Regions from separate parts of the Mus musculus genome. Here regions 1, 2 and 3 are each linked to region 4. A link is a contact called in public HiChIP or PLAC-seq and promoter capture Hi-C data. All regions are on one chromosome and are shown on one strand. The core of a region is the stretch at or near the end of the contact, and the rest is flanking DNA. Distances in the headings are between cores, read along the strand shown. Region 1 holds the start of A930037H05Rik (RIKEN cDNA A930037H05 gene). Region 2 holds the start of Sgsh (N-sulfoglucosamine sulfohydrolase (sulfamidase)). Region 3 holds the start of Alyref (Aly/REF export factor). Region 4 holds the start of Aatk (apoptosis-associated tyrosine kinase).

Region 1 (2,700 bases), core at 182-2,681, 560 kb after region 4:
GTTTCCTGCTGTCTGCCCCCCCCCCCCCCCCCCCCCCCCCGAGAGCAGAGGGCAGCCATTCCTAGATTAGTCCCTCCTCCTCCTCCTGGAGTCTTCCCTCCAATAAATCTCTTTCATAAAATTTCCTGCTTGGTGTAACTCTCCTGTCAGAAAAGAAGCAAGGAAGAGAAGAGAAGAGAAGAGAAGTGGAGAGAGCGGGGCTGAGGCTTCCTCTCAGAGCTGTGTGGTTCCCGGGTCCTTGTGTCTCACGATGCCTTTCCATTGGGACACCTTTCCCCTCAGAATTTTAAGGTCCCTGGGCTTCCGAGTCCCTTCCATCTGATCAGAAACACAACAACCAGACCTGGAATTGTCTGTCGATCCTTTAAAAACTACTTTTAATTCACCATTTGTGTACATATATGTAGACCCGTGGGAGTTTATGTACATCACAAGCATCCTGGTGCCCATATTTCCTCTGCTTTTTGCTTTTGAAAACTTTTCTTCAAAGGCATTCCAATCTATTCATTACACTCTACAAACGGGGTGGAAGTGTATCAGTCCCTTGCCTAACACATTCGAGGGCCTGAGTCGGCTTCCTAGCATCAAATATATATATATACACTACGGGGTGCAAGTATTAAAAAAAAAAAGTAAATTTTATAAAACTGGACCCTGGCTCTCTGCCTACGATCGAACTGCACCGGGCGCAACATCCCACCCGGGTTACCTTGAGCTCGGGGTAGCTCAGCACTACCAGGGAAGCGCAGGCCCGGACACTGTCCCCTTTCACGAAGGACACATCCACGCCCCCGACCTTCTGCAGGCCCGAGAAGCTGGGGTCCCGCTGCCAGGCCTCCGTGTCCCGATCCACCACGCGCGCTTTCAGCCGGGCTTGTTCCCTAATAGGACACGAACATCAAACGGGCTCAGGGCCCATGGGAAGAGCGCGACGCTCGGGGCGTCCCCCCTCCCAGCCCACCCTCTCTCCTTTTTGTCCATCAAGCCACACTGAGAAGGAAAAGCTCTCGGCGATGGGAATCCCCGGTACCGGAAACGAGGACCACGCCCACAAAGGCTGGCTGCAACTTCCGGCAGCCGGCGGCCCGGAGCAGGCCTGTGCCGCAGCACCGAGGGTCAGTTTCCCAGCCGCCACAGGGGCTGTGAGGTCGGAGGTCACTGGAGAAGGCCACCCCCTTGGCTAATGCACGACCCCGACCCCATTACCCTTTCCACAGCGACAGGGTTTCCTCTGGCGGCCGCTCAGCGGCCGTGTGAGCCATGGCTAGCGCCTCGAGGCTTTGAGGACGTCACTTCCGGAGCGCCGGCGCCGAGCTGTTAGCCTCGCTCGTTTAGCGTCCCTCCGCTTCAGCTGAGGTTGCCGCCACCAGGGGCCGCTGTCACAGCAGTGCTGGGCGCCGAGCGCTGACTTCTTCCCGCGCGACTCTCTCAGATGCCGGCGTCCCGTCCCGTAGGTGGGTTGGCGCACAGGTTTGGGAAATGCAAGCCCAGCTCTGCGCCTTACCTGGCGCCTCCAGCCCTCCAGCAGCTTCGGCCCCGCTCTGAAAAGATTGGCCAGCAGTTGCATCCCTCGCACACACGGAGCCCTGAGCCCTGGGGTAACGCGGTTCCAATTACTGCCAGGTTCGGGTCCGCACATCGACACATTGCGTATGAGCACGCGCTTGCGGAGCAGAAAACCTCTGTGCAAACTTGAGACACCTTTGCAGCATAGATTTTTTCAGTTGTACCGATTGTGAGAAATTAGTCCGGAATAAGAACTCAAAAACCAGTGAAGTCGAGGGTCCTGGGCGTGGGCGCACTCCATTAATTCCAGCATTTGAGTAAAGAGGATCCCTGAATACGAGGCCAGCCTGGTTTACAGTAATTGAGTTCTAAGACAACCAGGACTACACGGAGAAATCCCATTTCGAAAAAACAAAAACAAAGGATCCTCCAGACCAGGGTGTGTGTGTGTGTTAGTTAGGGTTCTTCTAGAGGAAGAGAACCGATAGAAAATACATAAAGGGGATTTAGAGCTTGCCATAAGCAGGCAAAAAACAAAAGCTTCCTTCTTTCATGTCTTTTTATACAGGCTGCCACCAGAAGGTGTGTCCTAGATAGAGGGCAGGTATCTGGACTCTTAGGTTTTAGTTCATTCCAGATATAGCCAAGTCCACAAACAAGATTAGGCACTACAGGGTGTCAACCCAAAACAAAACGCAAAGTTGGCTATGCTCAACGATTTGGTGCAGAACTGTAGTTTTTATATTCTTGATTGCATTAGTCTGCCTCATTCATTTCCTGCTGGGTGAGTACTTAATGAGGACCAGTCTTTCTGTTTCTAGTATAGGTCTCTTACCCCAAATACCCATCCTGTCCGTTTAGTACCCAGAGCCTTACCTAATGTGTATCTCCCTCTCAATGACATGAGCTCAGCAGACTGTAGTGTTTTTTTTTTTTCTTAGAGATTTATTTTCATTCTTGTAAGTCTGGTAACGAATGCAGGTGCCCACGGAGACCAGAAGAGTTAGATTCCCCTGGAGCTCAAGTTACAGGAGCCTGTGGTCCTCTTGACATGGGTGCTAGGCATTGAATTTGGGCCCTCTGAAACAGCAGCACATATTTGGCAATTGCTGAACCAGCTCTCCAGCTCTAGATTGTAGCCTTTTGTTTGTCTTTACCTTAAGACAAAAGAGCCAAGGCCAGCAGGTACCAGCA
Region 2 (2,950 bases), core at 95-2,594, 690 kb after region 4:
CATGTGCAGGCTGGGGGATCTGGTCTGACCCAGACCTTTCACAGAGCTGGGCATGGGTGACATGGAGCAGTGATCAGGGGCTGAGCTTGGGAGAAGGTGGCGTTATCTTCCCAAGGGCGTCAGGAGCATAGCCTGCCTTTTGTGGCAGGGAGGCTGAGCCAGGTGGCTAAGTTTACCAAACCACCATGATCTGGGAAAGGAAGCCAGCAAAATGTGCACATGGGCCTGCACCAAGGATTCAGGGAGGCCTCAGCCTCTCTTTCCCATCTCTGGGCCATAGCCCCTGATCCCAAGCTCTGGTGTCTCTCCACTGTCAACCCCTACCAACCCCCCCTCCCCGCCCCCCGCAAACTAGCTCTTGAGGGGATGCCTAAAGACGACATTTTCACCCCGAAGAACCTGCTCCTTTCTTTTACCCCCTCCCCGGGGAACCTGACTATCCCAGCCCAGAAGAAGCAGGTCCTGCAGGCTCAGGCTTCCTCTGGCCGGCAGAGTGTGTAGGTAGGCAGCCAGGAGGCCCTGAGGAGCCAAGATTTACACCTCACCAAGTGTACACCTCACCACCGCAGAGGGCCACCAAGGTGTTAGGTAGGACTCCACCCACCACTAAGGGCTGCAGTTGGGGGAAAGGGGGTGGGAGTATGTGACATCCCTGAAGTCAAGATTTACCCAGCACCCACTTGTGGCATTCATAGCCCAAGGGTGGGAGGGCTGAAGATTCTACTTTGTTTTCCAAAGACTAACTGAAGCTCTCAAATTAATTCTAGGTACGTAGCATCCGCTAAGATCCTGGCGAACAGACACACACACACACACACACACACACACACACACACACACACACACACACACACACACGTGTCCCAGCCCATAGCTGACTCCTCATTACTGGTCCACACGCCCCAGCCCTGGAAATGACACTCTGGACAAAATCCACTCCTCCCCACCCCCACGCCGCCGCTAGCGCGGGATCCCGGGATCGCGGGGTGGGGTATGGGGGGGGGGGGTTGGGAAACGGAGGCTGAGGTCCCAGTGGGGAACACAAACAAGTCTGAGAACCTGGAGTAAGGCGGCCCGGACTCTAATGGTTTGCGGTAGGGAGGGTTCCCGGAGTAGGGCTCACCCGAGGACTCAGCGCTGGCCCCACAGCTCCTGGTGACCCCAGCCCACACCGCCACACACTCCCTCTCTCCATCACAAGGACCCAGATTCACCCACCGGACGCTGAGACTCAGGGTCTTCCGAAGTGGCGGTAGCTGAGTCCGCAGGAATCTCAGAAACAGAGTGGGCAGGACATGGGCGGGGCCTGCCGTGCACGTGACCGTGGGGAGCGGACGAGCCGGAACCGCTTACCCTGACCGGCGCCGCCATGCACTGCCCGGGACTGGCCTGCTGCACAATTCTGTTGGTCCTGGGACTCTGCGGCGCGCACTCGCGCAACGTGCTACTGATAGTTGGTGAGTGCCGCCGTCCCTGGCACGGCCACCTGCTGCTGCTCCCAGAAGCGGCCACTGGGCTCTTCCCCGCCACTGGCCCATGCTGACCCCGGCGCGCCAATTCCTTGCCGAGCCTCCTGTTGCAGGTCTCTTCCTGGTGACTCTAAATGCGTCTGGCCCTCCCGCTTCTGCCATCCCCAAGCTGGCCAGCATTCCCACATCTGTAGTCAAAGCTGCCAAGGAGACCCGGTGGACCCCGGCTACTCATGCAGACCTCTGATAAGGTTCCAGAAATGAGAATAGCCTGAGTCCCCGAGTTTTTGCAGGATGCCCTGGTCAGTTCTCTTAGCTCCTGGCCCAAAAGTACAGTACTCCAATGCCCACGCAAACCACCAAGTTCCTCCTGCATTCATGAGACTTCCTGTTTGGGTGATCAGTGCCTGGCTTGTGACAGCCCAGGCCTTCTGAGGTCTGGCTCTGGGCCAGGCCCACTCTTCTGATAAACTTTGTGGTATCTGGGCAAGCCAGTTGGTTAATTGTAACATAAACAGTGCTGTCTTTGCAGCACTACCCCCAATCTCTCCAAGGATAGTCTCGAAGATCGGCCTAGGGTGTATATCCACCGGATAGGATTGGCGCTGGAATCCTCTGGAGCCAGTTCGTGTGGCTCTGGAACTTCGGTCCTGTCTCAGCTTGGACAGCCATCACAACAAAACCTGGCAGTCTCAGGGCTAGAGAGGTGGCTCAGTGGTTAGGAGAAGTGGCTGCTCTTCCAGAGGACACAGGTTCAATACTCAGAACCCACATGGCGGCTCACAGGGATCTGTAACTGTTGTATATGTACATGCAGGGAAAATACGGACAAAGCAGAAAATAGAGTCACACTCACGCATGCACACATGCACGCCACACTACAGGCCAGGTTTTTAACAAACCAATGTAAGTCTAACAATTTCATTATATGGAGAGACTGGGTTCAGAGAGCCGGCTCCTCCCTCTGTTTCTGGGGAGGCCTTCCTGGATTGTTGATGACACCTGTCTCATTTCCAAACCTGACAGAGAAATGCCACAGTCCTGTTCGATTGGACCCCACCCTCACTTAACTGTTGAAGACTGGATTCAGATAATGACAGCAGGAATTTTAGGACTGAATGATCAGGGTCAGAGGCAAGAGCTGAGACCTCTGTGTGCAAGCAGCATGGCTTCCTGGCATGCAACAGAAGGCACACGTAACACAACCACTCCTGCCTGTCCTCCCATCTGTCCTCCTGGCTGTCCTCTTGCCTGTTCTCCCATCTGTCCTCCCTCCTGTCCTCCATCCTGTCCTTCTGCCTGTCTTCCTCCCTGTCCTTCTGTCTGTCTACCTCCCTGTCCTCCCATCTATTCTCCTGGCTGTCCTCTTGCTTGTCCTACTGCCTGTCCTCCCACCTATCCTCCCGTCTGTCCTCCCGCCTGTTCTTCTGTCTGTCCTTCCGCCTGTTCTCCTGTCTGTCCTCCTGCCCATCTTCCTCCCT
Region 3 (2,867 bases), core at 185-2,684, 550 kb before region 4:
CTAAAACCCACAATTTTTTGTTTTTGTTTTACCTGGTCTTTTATCAAGTCAGGGCTTTTCTTTGTAGCCCTGGTTATCCTGGAACTTGCACTGTTTGGCTTTTTGTTTTTGTTTTGTTTTGTTTTTTGTTTTTTTTTCAAAACAGGGTTTCTCTGTGTAGCCCTGGCTGTCCTGGAACTCCCTCTGTAGATCAGGCTGGCCTTGAACTCAGAGATTCACTTGCCTCTGCCTCCAGAGTGCTGGGATTAAAGGCGTGCAACACCACTGTCCGGTGGGGTTTCGGTTAGGGTTAGGTAACTTGTCCTGTTGACCAGGCTAAACTCAAACTCAGAGATCCTCCAGTCTCTGCCTACCCAGTGCTGGGAAACCTAGGGATTTTTAGGCTGGTGGAGTAGGCTAAAGTTCTGAGAGCGCATAGGAAGACACTTACAGTCTGGACAGCAGCCATTAAACGCCATCCTGCAGATGCCGCAGTTCTCATCATTGGCTACCCAGAGCCAAGTGGCCACACCATTCCAACATTTAATTTTCACCTTCATGACAACAGAGCCTGTGACCTGAGGGAAGAGGATGACCTGGAGTTAGTACGGAATACGAAAGCACCTAAGCTCAAAGTCATGGAGCTGCGGCAAGTGCTGCACTCGTCAAGAACGGCATCTTCCAAAATTCCGTGCGTCCCGACCAAAAAGAAAGAAAAAGGCACGTGTTTGTCTTTAAAGACGGCAAGGAGAGCCTGTGGGATTAATGGCACGAGTTTATTTTGCCACCTTTAAGGATGCCTTTAAAGATCTGCACTCATGTAGTCTGGCACGGTGGCACACGCCTCTAATCCCGGGGCAGAAGCAGATCAGCCAAACAGGAAACGAAAACAAACAAAAAAACAAAAACAAAACCTCCGCATCCACGCAAAACATTGGTTTTCACTAACCAGGGCCTCGCTTTTAAAGATATGGAAAGAGTGACTGTCACTAATCCGCGAAGTTAAAGCAGGGGTGAGGACGCCAGCTCGTCAGGAGACCGAGCCTTCGAGCAAAAACAACCAAGTCGGACCCACGGACCGGCCGGGACCCCCACGATCGCACGGTGAGGAGGGACGCGGGACGCGCACACTGCGCTGCACCCAGGCGACGCCCGAGGATCTTCCGGCCTCCCAGGGAGGCGCCCGCAGGCCCCGCCCCCTGCTCGCCCTCGCACCTCCGCGGCCTAATCACGAGGCGCCCCGCCCTTCCGTTGCCTCCGCGCGGGAATGTATAAAAACGACCGCGCCGCGTCGGGCTCCTCCGAAGTAGCGCCAGCCACCGCGGCGAGCCGTACGCAGGCGCTCTGCGGAATCGCGCGCGCCCAGACCAATCGCCGCTCGCTTCGGGCCCGCGACGCCGGAAGGCAGGGGGAGGCGCCGGAAGTGACGCCGCGGCGTGCTGACGCGCGGGCTCGATCCGAGGCCCGAATCCGCGCCCGCCATGGCCGACAAAATGGACATGTCTTTGGACGACATCATTAAGCTGAACCGGAGCCAGCGAGGAGGCCGCGGCGGGGGCCGGGGTCGCGGCAGGGCCGGCTCCCAGGGCGGCCGCGGCGGCGCAGTGCAGGCCGCCGCGCGGGTGAATCGAGGCGGCGGGCCTATGAGGAACCGGCCCGCCATCGCCCGCGGCGCCGCAGGCGGCGGCAGGAACCGGCCGGCGCCGTACAGCAGAGTGAGTGCGGGGACCTGCGGCGCGGGCCGGGGAGGGTGCGCCCGGGCCGGCCGGGACCGGGTGAGCGTCCCGCGCGGGACCGCGGCCGAGGGGTGGGCGGGGGCGAGGCCGTCCCGAGGCCAGGATCTTCCGGGACGCTTTGTCCGGTCGTGGTCCAGCCTCGTGGCGGCGGGGGCCGCTGCGAGAGAACTTGGGTGTCCGTAGCGGAGCGGCGGGGCTGGGGGACTCTCGGGGCTCCTCGACCTTGGCCGCGGGGCCGACGGGAGAGCGTCGCCGAGGTGTCGCGGGCTCCCGGGACGAGTCTCACGAGTGTCTCTGTGCTTACGGTTTCTCTCCAGCCGAAACAACTTCCCGACAAATGGCAGCACGACCTCTTCGACAGCGGCTTCGGGGGTGGAGCCGGCGTGGAGACCGGCGGGAAGCTGCTGGTGTCCAACCTGGACTTCGGAGTGTCAGATGCTGATATTCAGGTAGGAGACGGGAGCTCTCCGCTTTCCTCGTCCCACGCGGACGTGGGCTCCAGGATCCTTTACAGATTGGAACCTGCCCTCCCCTAGGCTGCCCAGAGCCAGCCACTGTCACCCTGAGAGCCTTGGCCTCAGAAAAAGTAGGGTTTGAGCACGACCCCATAAGCCAGGCTGCAGGAAGATGTCACACACTGTGTGTGTATGTGTGTGTGTGCGCGCGCCCCCCTAAAAATGAGTCCTGTCTGCTGTCCAAACTGTGAGCGCCTGCCCTGTGCCAGAGCTTACAGTTTCTAACCTGCACAGACTGGCCACAACTCCGGTCCCAGCATGACCGAAAGGTGCTTGCTTCTCAGATTTATGCTCGATATGGTGAACTGATAGGAGAAGGAAGTCCAGCATCTCCCAGATGCTGAGAAAGGTGGCTGAGAGTATCTTCCAGCCTGCGTCTCTGTGCTGGATCTTAACTGGCGATCTTTCCTGGGTCTTACCTGGGTCATGGTTCTCCATGCCTTCGAAATATTTTTTTTCTCTTCCCCTCCCTTCTTGGATTTTGTGTCTTTTTAAATTTCTTTATAAACTGGACCTCAGAGGCATTTAGAGTTCTCTGGTTACAAGGCATAATTTTGGGAATTAGCTTTGATATAGCCAGAACTGAGTCAGGTGTGCTGGGCCTTTCTGGGTACCGTTCCCCAGAGCCCAGCTGTTT
Region 4 (2,700 bases), core at 183-2,682:
CCAACTTCGGACCCCAAAGGGCTCTGTAACTAGGCCAAGAATGAATGAATAGTAGTATAGCTGGTTGTCCAGGACCCCAGAGCTGCATGCAGGTGACAACCCCTCTTCGTGCCTCGCCTACATGCCGCCAGGCCTGCAGCTTCTTAGCAACGCTGCAAGATGGCGCTGCGGCGGGAGGAGGAGGGGCGCGGGGCACGGCGTCGGTGCCCGGCGCCGCCGCCTGCTCCAAGCGCCCCGGCTGTTCTGCGCTGATGGGGCCAGATGGGGCCAGCCGTTTGTCGCATCGTGGCACAGCTGCAGGCGGTCAGTGCAAAAACAGCACCCCAACCGGTGTAAGCGTGTCCTGACAAGCCACCCCCAAACCTGCGAGTAACCCTGTAACCATGAGTTCCTGGATCCCCCACCTAGTATTTCCTTCCACCATCCGCTACTCAGCAGGACCCCAGCTCTGCACCTCCATGGACACTCCGGTCTGTAACCTCACCTGTGACCCTTGGCCTCCGTGACAACCACCACGAAGTCAGTGACCTCTTGAGATGCCCACAGTCTCAAATCAGCTTCCAGTCTCAGTCGCTCTCCCATCTAGGGCTTGACCCCTCATCCTCATCTCAGCCTCCCCGGACCTTCGACCTCCGTACTCTCCTCTAACCTGCCTGGATGCCCCTGGCCTTCGTCACTCGCAACCATCGGCTCCTTCTTCCAAAACCCCCACCCACTTAGTAGCAGACTTCTTTGGAGCCCCAAAGCCTCGATGACCCCACTGTCTCCATCTCAACACTCCGTGTCCCTCCTCCCTGTCCCGTCCAGTCTCCTTTCCAGTAGCCGAGGCCTGCATACCCTTTCCCTCAGCCCACACCCTTCGTATGCCAAGACCTGCGTGTCCCTTCTCTGCTGTGTCTCCGCTCGGTGCTCCTCAGCTCCCATAGCATCAGCCTCTGTGCCCTCTCCCCAGCCTGCATCCTTTAGTGTCCCACAGCCTGTACCCCTCCTTCTGCCTAGGTCCCCTACCTTTCCCCCAGTCTCCATGCCTCCCAGGCTTCGGCCCCCTCCGTATCATCTGTGCACTCCTACCTCCCCTCCGTGCCCTCAGACTTCATTTGCCCCCCCCCCACCGTAGTCCCAGCTTCCGTGCCCCCTCCCCATCTCTTAGTGTCCCACGACCTACGTGAACCTCCCCTGCCTCTGTCCCCTCTCCGTGTCCCCAGCCTTCGCGCTGCCCAGCCTCTGCGCCCCTGTCTTCATCCCCCCTTATTTCATAGCCCCCCCACCTCCGTGACCCCTCTCCTTCCCTCATTGTCCCACGAACTGCGTGCCCCTCCCCTGCTTTGTCCCAGAAAGTAACCCCCAGCCCCCATCTCCATCCCCCCCTGCTCCCCCCCCCCCACCTCGCGCGCGCTCCCGCGTGTTTTCGGACTGCACCAGCCAGAGCCCCGCGGCGCCGCGGCGGCGGGCGGAGGCGCCTAGTCTGTCGCCGCCCCCACTGGTGCCCGCGCTGCGGCGGTGGCTGGGGGCGCTAGGAGCGGGGGGCCGTGCGCTCCGCACCTGCGGAGGCCGCTGGACGATGATGCCGGAACGCCGGCCCAGGCCGCCGGCGTTCTGAGCTTAAGCGCAGCGCCCGCCCTGGGGATGCTCATCGCGCTGCTGGCCCTGGCCATGTCGTCGTCCTTCTTCAACCCCAGCTTTGCCTTCAGCTCCCACTTCGACCCGGGTGAGTCCGCGCGGCGCCCTCGGAGGCGGCCTTGCGGCTGCGACTGCCCCCCCACCTGTCTCCCTACCGCCGACATGATGCTGCTGGAGCCACGGTTTCCCATTTTGCCTGGAAATTAACCCTTTCTCCGCCCTGAGTCCCCGCAGAAGAACAGGGACCGGCGAGGACCCACTACAGGTCTCCGGAGGTGGGCAGGCCTTGGGGCCAGACCCTGTACAGCCGGCCCCTTCAGCGCTGGCTGGCAGCATCAGCCCCTGCCTCTTTGGATGCCTCCCTGGCACAGGTAACTGGGACAAGAGGGCCTGTGTTGGCCCCAGGTGTCCCGGAGAGAGGTTGCCAGGACTCAGGGCCCTGGGGAGGTGAGGGGTGTTCTGTGAGGCAGGGCAGGAGCCCAGGCCCGCTGTGGAAGCTTGCTCATCCATGTTCTGGTGGAAGGCTCCTTCCTAACCCTGGTGCTGTTTTCTGCAAATCCCTGGCAAGGCAGCGTGCCCATCTCCCTCGGCAGCCTGTGGTGGGTGTGGGGACCGACGAAGACCCTAGCATGAGCCCACCTGAGGTCCCATTCTAGAGAGGTGGTGCTGACTAACTGCACAGGACCTGGGGTCGGGCATCTTGCTCCACCTGGCTAGTGGACACCAGGGTAATGTGTTTACCACAACTGCCTGGCCACGGTGGACAGCTGTGGTGGGCAGAGGGGGCCAGGGCAGCTGTTTCTAATCCTGATTCTGTTTGCTTAGCCTGGGAGGGAGGGGAATGAACCTGTGCCCAGGAGGAGCCTGGAGTCCCACCCACAAGTCCCTGGAGCTTTGGCTTTGGCTGCACAGCCCAAACAAAGCCCGGCTCACATACGATGACTCTCCTGGGTCTCCCTCCTGGAGTGGGGCCAGAATGTGCAGTGATGCACAGAGTCCCCTGGGCAGGGCTGGATCTGAAGGCATTTGCTCCCAGGGAGGGGAGCCGATGGAGCTGTCTATCTGGTATAGGGCTATAAG

Evidence for each region. Promoter capture Hi-C pulls out the DNA fragments that hold promoters and counts their contacts. HiChIP or PLAC-seq counts read pairs in DNA pulled down with a chosen protein or histone mark.
Region 1: a contact with region 4 is called in an H3K4me3 HiChIP or PLAC-seq map of forebrain, with 3 times the contacts expected there. The contact joins the promoter of A930037H05Rik here to the promoter of Aatk in region 4. A contact is called at or near these places in 5 of 39 promoter capture datasets (the 3T3-L1 cell line, the C10 cell line, embryonic stem cells and 2 more), 7 of 115 datasets of contacts at active chromatin or transcription factors (acute myeloid leukemia, bone marrow-derived macrophages, cardiomyocytes and 4 more) and 2 of 9 other capture datasets (macrophages and pancreatic islet).
Region 2: a contact with region 4 is called in a promoter capture Hi-C map of embryonic stem cells, with 4 times the contacts expected there. The contact joins the promoter of Sgsh here to the promoter of Aatk in region 4. A contact is called at or near these places in 1 of 39 promoter capture datasets (embryonic stem cells), 2 of 115 datasets of contacts at active chromatin or transcription factors (bone marrow-derived macrophages and pancreatic cancer cells) and 1 of 9 other capture datasets (embryonic stem cells).
Region 3: a contact with region 4 is called in an H3K4me3 HiChIP or PLAC-seq map of embryonic limb bud, with 2.7 times the contacts expected there. The contact joins the promoter of Alyref here to the promoter of Aatk in region 4. A contact is called at or near these places in 2 of 115 datasets of contacts at active chromatin or transcription factors (embryonic limb bud and pancreatic cancer cells).

Annotation. Positions count from the first base shown.
Region 1 is chr11:119,489,966-119,492,665 of GRCm38.p6, reverse strand. A930037H05Rik (RIKEN cDNA A930037H05 gene) reads left to right here and starts at 1,431. Exons shown (of 4, transcript NR_153849.1): 1 at 1,431-1,623. It overlaps Endov (endonuclease V), which reads right to left and starts at 1,319. Exons shown (of 9, transcript NM_001164636.1): 1 at 1,207-1,319; 2 at 710-881. The coding sequence starts at 1,262.
Region 2 is chr11:119,353,904-119,356,853 of GRCm38.p6, reverse strand. Sgsh (N-sulfoglucosamine sulfohydrolase (sulfamidase)) reads left to right here and starts at 1,344. Exons shown (of 8, transcript NM_018822.3): 1 at 1,344-1,457. The coding sequence starts at 1,370. Slc26a11 (solute carrier family 26, member 11) reads right to left here and starts at 1,297. Exons shown (of 17, transcript NM_178743.3): 1 at 1,219-1,297; 2 at 1-46. The coding sequence starts at 3.
Region 3 is chr11:120,596,932-120,599,798 of GRCm38.p6, reverse strand. It overlaps Alyref (Aly/REF export factor), which reads left to right and starts at 1,434. Exons shown (of 6, transcript NM_011568.1): 1 at 1,434-1,694; 2 at 2,033-2,164. The coding sequence starts at 1,461. It overlaps Anapc11 (anaphase promoting complex subunit 11), which reads right to left and starts at 1,267. Exons shown (of 3, transcript NM_001038230.2): 1 at 929-1,267; 2 at 431-557. The coding sequence starts at 539.
Region 4 is chr11:120,045,877-120,048,576 of GRCm38.p6, reverse strand. It overlaps Aatk (apoptosis-associated tyrosine kinase), which reads left to right and starts at 1,432. Exons shown (of 14, transcript NM_001198785.1): 1 at 1,432-1,708. The coding sequence starts at 1,627.